2 separate regions of the Sus scrofa genome follow, and region 1 is linked to region 2. Evidence: chromatin contacts called from public HiChIP or PLAC-seq data. All regions are on one chromosome and are shown on one strand. The core of a region is the stretch at or near the end of the contact, and the rest is flanking DNA. Distances in the headings are between cores, read along the strand shown. Region 1 has its middle 42 kb from the start of C10H1orf100. Region 2 overlaps CEP170 (centrosomal protein of 170 kDa).

Region 1 (3,021 bases), core at 104-2,603, 1.0 Mb before region 2:
GCCGAAAAATGAGTGGACTTACCCACGTACATGCAGTATTGGTTCATGTTAAAATCGGTTCGTGGTTAAAGCTGGCGATGCCCTGGTTTCTGCTGTGGGCGATCTCGCTTGAACACGTGGGGCTGAGAGCACCCGGTCCTGCAGCCCACTCTGACCCCCTCACCCCGACCTTCTGCAGCCTCTTGCACATGGCTGGTGCTCAAAGCCACACTCGTGCATCTCCAAGGTCCACCTCACACAAAACCAACAATTTTGTCAGCAGCCTCATAGTCACTTGGCTTCATCGGTTCATATGAACCTCGGCTTAGAAAGTTTGCCCCTGAACCTTGGATTCCAACGTGCCATTGGCTGGAGTGAGTCATTTAGAAGGTATGAAAAAGCTCTTCTTCCTCCGAGGGAAGAAGACCCTGATGGCTCCCTGTCTCCCAGTGGCAGCAGGGGGAGAACCACCTATTTTCAGAAGTGGCCCGAGGGAGTTCCCGTTGTGGCTCAGTGCATTAAGAATCCAACTAGTGGGGGAGGTCCCGTCGTGGCTCAGTGGTTAACGAATCCGACTAGGAACCATGAGGTTGCAGGTTCCATCCCTGACCTTGCTCAGTGGGTTAAGGATCCGGCGTTGCCATGAGCTGTGGTGTAGGTCGCAGACATGGCTCGAATCCCAAGTTGCTGTGGCTGTGGTGTAGGCCAGCGGCTACAGCTCCAATTGGACCCCTAGCCTGGGAACCTCCATGCCACAGGAGTGGCCCTAGAAAAGGAAAAAAAAAAAAAAAAAATCCAACTAGTATCCATGAGGATGCGGGTTCGATCCCTGGCCTTGCTCAGTGGGTTAAGGATCCGGCGTGGCCGTGAGCTGTGGTGTAGCTTGGATCCTGAATTGCTGTGGCGGTGGTGCAGGCTGGCAGCTGCAGCTCCACTTCGACCCCTAGCCTGGGAACTTCCATATGCTGTAGGTGTGACCATAAAAAAAAAAAAAAAAAGCAAAAAACCAAAAAAGCTGTAGGTTACATCCACAAGGAGGTCACTGTAGAGCTTCTGGGCAGCCCAGTAAGAGCTGGGTGGGGGGAATGAGAGGGCGCCTTGACCGTGGCGTGCCGGCCGTCACCGTTCGGCCTTGGGAAGGAGGCTCTCATTCTGCAGGGTAGAGGCTTGACCTTTTCCTTCCGCCCCCACCCCCGGGCCACCACAGCACCCCCCGAAGACACGGCCTGCCTCCTTCCTCTGTCACCTGCTGACACACAGGTTGGCTGGTGACATTCAGAGAGTCAAAGATGGCTTCCTGAGGACAGACCTAGATGAACAAAACCTGGAAACAGGTGGAAGCGGAGCCCAGCCTGGGGGCTGGGGGGAGGGGGTAAGGAGGGGGGCAGATGGCCTGGAAATCTGAGTCATAGCTCCTCACCACTCCCCCGAGGATTTGATGTCCCTTTGGCCAGCAGGCCATTTTCTCTCTGCAAAACTATTGATCCTGCTGCCAAATGTCCCCTAAGCCTGCCTCCCGCATCAGTGGGGCGGGAGTGATAAACTGTAACCAGAGAACACAGAAGCGCTGGCCTGTGGATGGCCTTGGACGTTTTTATCAGTAGACCCGGTGCTGGCTGGGCCGCCGACCAGGCAGGACTGACACTGAGCATGAGGAGGGGACTGCAGCGTTTGGGTTTGCTCACCAAGTCCAGAGCAAGGCACCAGAAATTCTTGGCTTCCTCCAAACAGCTGCACAGAAGCCTCGGCCGCCAAACCCATCTTGAGTTTGATGAGTCATCTGACGTCAGCCCTGAGCCCACAGCGTCTGGCTCCGGGCTCTTTCTGGAAGATGAGGAAGCGCCCGCCCTAAGGGCCTCTGGGCGATTCCAGGTAAGCAGAGTTTAACTTCCACTGGCTCATCTAGGTTCCTGCTTCCTCATTATTATCCTTTCGCTGGTCCTCTGAAGAAAGGCCAAAGAAACTGGTTTCCCTTAAATCTGGAAAGTGAAAGCTAAGGAACCAGACAGCCTTGTGCCTTTAGGAAAGTATAGGATGGGGGATCCTTCTCCCGTCTCATTCTAAGGCTCAGGCTTTATGCTATAGGAGGGTCAGAAAGTGAAACCGGCTTTGAGTCTTGGAAAAAGTTTTACCAGGTTATGAGAGAATCCACTTCTTTAGAGATCTTTAATATATCTTTAAAATTTTAAATATTTATTTGCAATAAATAAATATTACTATTTATGTACATAAATATATCTTAATATATTTAGAGATATTTAACATATTTATATCATGGGGATGTTCCCGGACCAGGGATCGAACCTGCACCACAGCAGTGACCTGAGCCACGGCAGTGACAACACCCGCTCATCCTGATCCTGCTGAGCCATAGGAGAGCTCCACAAGTCACTTCTCACGTGCAGCCTCATTTAAGCTTCACAAAACTCTAAGCATCAAACATTTATTATGCCCTTCATTTTACAGGTGAGGAAACAGGTTCAGAAAATGAAACGATTTGCTCGTGTGCTGCCACGCATGGCTGATTGGCACGGAGATACGGAACTGCATTCTGACTCCAAATCCAATCTCTGTTTTCCACGAACAATCCAGTCTATCTTCTCGGGATGTTTTAAATGAAAGCCTGTCTAAATATTTTGAAGATTCCTTCACACGACCTGGGTTTTATGAGGCCTGAAATGGATTTTATCTAAACTTGCACTTCCCGAAGATGGCCACGAGATGGCAGGGTAACCCCGACGATGGGGGGACTGGCGCCCTTCCCTGCACCAGTAGAGGGCATTAGTTCCCCGTTTGAAAAAAGTGAGAAATGCAAAAAGAAAAACAAAACAATAAAACTTCAGGGGCTACCCTGATGGCATGGGATGATGGGAGGCTTGTTTTTATTTCGTCCTTTTTCTTTTTTAAGTTAGGCAGTGAGAGTTCAAACAAACACGTCTCCGTGTTCACTGCCGTGTTTGCTTTTGGAGGCATGAGGTCAGGGCTTGGGCCAGCCGCCTGGTCTGCATTATTCATCTGTCCAGCTCCAGCCCTGGAACAAAT
Region 2 (3,128 bases), core at 440-2,939:
TGTTTGTTTGCATTTGCACTATCTGATAACAGACTAAAAAAAATCATTTCAGTTAGCATTTTCATTTCTCTGCCTTTACATTATGGATAAAGGCACTTATTTTTATGCCTTTATATTTATCTCAGAGGCAACAGAGGAATAGTGACAGTGTTCCAGAGTTGCTTGCCTCTGCCAACTCTTCTTCTTGATCTGAGATCTGTAATTCAGCATTCACCTGGGATTTTTGACACTTAGACACATTCTCCTGTGTGGAGATGTTCATGAATTTCCTTTTGGAATTAACTGGCTAGCAACTGAATTTTCTCCTTTCACTTTGTTTCCCATGGCTGCTTGGTTTGCCGTGCTGCCAGCAGACCACATGTTTTAGCTTTACTCATTTTTTTCTTCTATATAAACTGTATCTGTCTTCTTGGATTACAATTAGTAATACAGTAGTAATGATATGTTTGTCGCTGTAATGTCTCTGAATGTGATGGTGACAAATGGTAAGTGAATCATTATGTCTAGAACATGGCTTATATATTGACATCATGTTTATTTTCTCATTTGAGGACCTGTTCTCCTTTGGAACTTTATTTGTGCTTGTAGATATTTCATATATTTCATCCTCCTTACCTGATGAGGAAATTCATATTTTTTTTTTAGTCTCTCTAGAAATGTACTTTGAGTATGCATCTCTATCTCCATTTGAGTTCAGTTCTTTTTACTTTGATAATTTCTGGATCCAAGTTGGAAAAAATATGTACCTCACCAGGCATGGTCCATCTCTTAACTGCTTCACTGTCTTTTGACATTGCTGCTGCTTATCTTGCATCTCCTATTTGTAACTGAATGCCATGTTTATAATCAAAATTATTTCTCCTCTGTGACATTTGCCATTCTTTCTCATCCAGACTTCCTTCTGATTCTCATGGAATAACACAAGTGGCCATTGCTGTATGCCCTCAAGTGCTAGAAGCTCCCAAATATTTTGAATTTTCTCTTATTTTTCTTATTAGGGTGCAGCATAGATGCCAAGCAAGTTGAGGAACAAGCTGCAGCTGCAAATGAAGAAGTACTTTTTCCTTTCTGTAGGGAACCAAGTTATTTTGAAATCCCTACAAAAGAATTTCAGCAACCATCACAAATAACAGAAAGCACTATTCATGAAATCCCAACAAAAGACACACCCAGCTCCCATACAACAGGTGCAGGGCATGCTTCCTTTACCATTGAGTTTGATGACAGTACCCCAGGGAAAGTAACTATTAGAGACCATGTGACAAAATTTGCTTCTGATCAGCGCCACAAGTCAAAGAAGTCTTCTCCTGGAACTCAAGACCTGCCGGGAATTCAAACTGGAATGATGGCACCAGAAAACAAAGTAGCTGACTGGCTAGCCCAGAACAACCCTCCTCAGATGGTGTGGGAAAGAACAGAAGAGGATTCCAAAAGTATTAAAAGTGACGTTCCGGTTTACTTGAAAAGGTTGAAAGGTAAAGTGAAATGATCATTTCAAAACTTCCTATTTTATGAAAAAGTTCATTCTTCCCAGTAACCAAACTACTATTAGGTAAATAATTATATGGTAGGAAATTTGTGCTTTTTCAAAAGTTTATATTTGATTTTAGAGCAAAGCTGTATGGCCCACATCCAACTTCCTCAATCAGAACAGTCTGCTGCTTTCACTTCCTTGCCAAAACCAGATTGGTTTTATAACTTTATATTTATGTCATTAAAGATGTTTATTTTTCCTGTGGAAATAAAAGAGTCATTCGGTTCACCAGTGGAATTCCCTAGAAGACAGTTCTCATCATTTTCTCGACTTAAGGAAAGGATACACTCAATTCTCTTCTCCATTGTTTGCTTCTCGTAAGATGGCAGGATATAAATTTTGAAAGTTTTAAGCCATTGGATAATGGCTCACACTTCTGCTTTGGCAATACCATCACATTGTTAGCAGAGCGTTGCCAACTATTCTCAGGTTACTCTTAAAACAGATTTTTTTTTTTTTTGCTTATAGATACTGGGAATTAATCGAACTAAGACTTTTTTCACTAGTAAGACTTTTATGAAAACTGCCGTTGAGTGTTTATTGGTGAAATAGTTATTAGATATGTTGTATTAGTATAACCCTTGGCCAGAGTATAACATCTTTTATACCTGTACCTCAAAGTATCAACTGATCAACTTTTTCCATTCATTTTGCCAATTAATTTAGAATTTATTGAGGACAGACTTATGCTATCTTAATTTTATTTAACAAGCTGTCTATAAGGGAAATGATTTCATGTTAATCTAACTATTCTGTTACTATACAAAAAGTTCAAGAGCTTTAAATAAATTCTCTTTGAGGTCAGAGATTATATATCACTTACCTTTTATCTTTAAAGCTTTACCTAGGACTTGAGTATGTGATAGGTACTCAGTAATTGGAATAAACTATGAATGACTTCACTATCATTGACAAGACTGACCCCATTTTAACCTGGACTTTATGCCCTGGGATTCTGATAAACTAATGAAGAAATACCTATTTCTGATTTGTTAGAAATAAGCAGTGAGTGAGATGGTATAGTTACCTAATTCTTTGTCAGGGCCTATTTCTGTATTTAATTATAATCATAAGCAATTAATTACCTGGCATATGAACTTTTGACATGGGATCAGTTTTTTTTTTCTCCTACTTGATAATAATAAATTATAATTGAGGCCTGTATGTGTACATAGATATTAAAGCTCACAAATAAAAGCTACCCATTTGTAAATTGACAATTTTTATGAATTGGATGAATAATACCGATAGCCTTGTATCATATAAAATGTAGCATGATCTTTGAAAATTTAGAAATAACATCATCTTTTTGAAACCACTCTTAATAAATGTCAAAAATGAATGTAAAAGATCCTTTTAAAAGCAACCGTTAAAAGTGCCTTGATTAGGGAGTCCCTTGGTGGCCTAGTGGGTTAAGAATCTGGTATTGTCACTGCCATAGCATGGCTTTGATCCCTGGCCTAGGACTTGCGTGCTGCAAGTGAGGCCAAAAAATGATTTTTTTAAAAAACCACCTTTCTTAAATGCTGTAATTTTAGTCATAATAACTATTTTGTTTTAGCTGTTATTTTGATTCCAAATGGAGGCATTAATG

What was found. HiChIP or PLAC-seq counts read pairs in DNA pulled down with a chosen protein or histone mark.
Region 1: an H3K27ac HiChIP or PLAC-seq map of alveolar macrophages shows a contact between it and region 2. The contact joins two enhancer-like sites. A contact is called at or near these places in 2 of 47 Hi-C or Micro-C datasets (fetal heart ventricle and fetal skeletal muscle) and 1 of 2 datasets of contacts at active chromatin or transcription factors (alveolar macrophages).

The regions. Positions count from the first base shown.
Region 1 is chr10:17,154,988-17,158,008 of Sscrofa11.1, reverse strand. No RefSeq gene overlaps it. Among named protein-coding and RNA genes, the nearest start is that of C10H1orf100, 42 kb to the left of the region's middle. Within about 2 kb of position 1,353, at least 33 of the 83 cell types and tissues checked have an H3K27ac peak or open chromatin away from gene starts, as enhancers often do. A contact at or near this core is called in alveolar macrophages, where this site is marked.
Region 2 is chr10:16,121,797-16,124,924 of Sscrofa11.1, reverse strand. CEP170 (centrosomal protein of 170 kDa) reads left to right here. Exons shown (of 20, transcript XM_021064150.1): 8 at 999-1,475. Among named protein-coding and RNA genes, the nearest start is that of SDCCAG8, 68 kb to the left of the region's middle. Within about 2 kb of position 1,689, at least 8 of the 83 cell types and tissues checked have an H3K27ac peak or open chromatin away from gene starts, as enhancers often do. A contact at or near this core is called in alveolar macrophages, where this site is marked.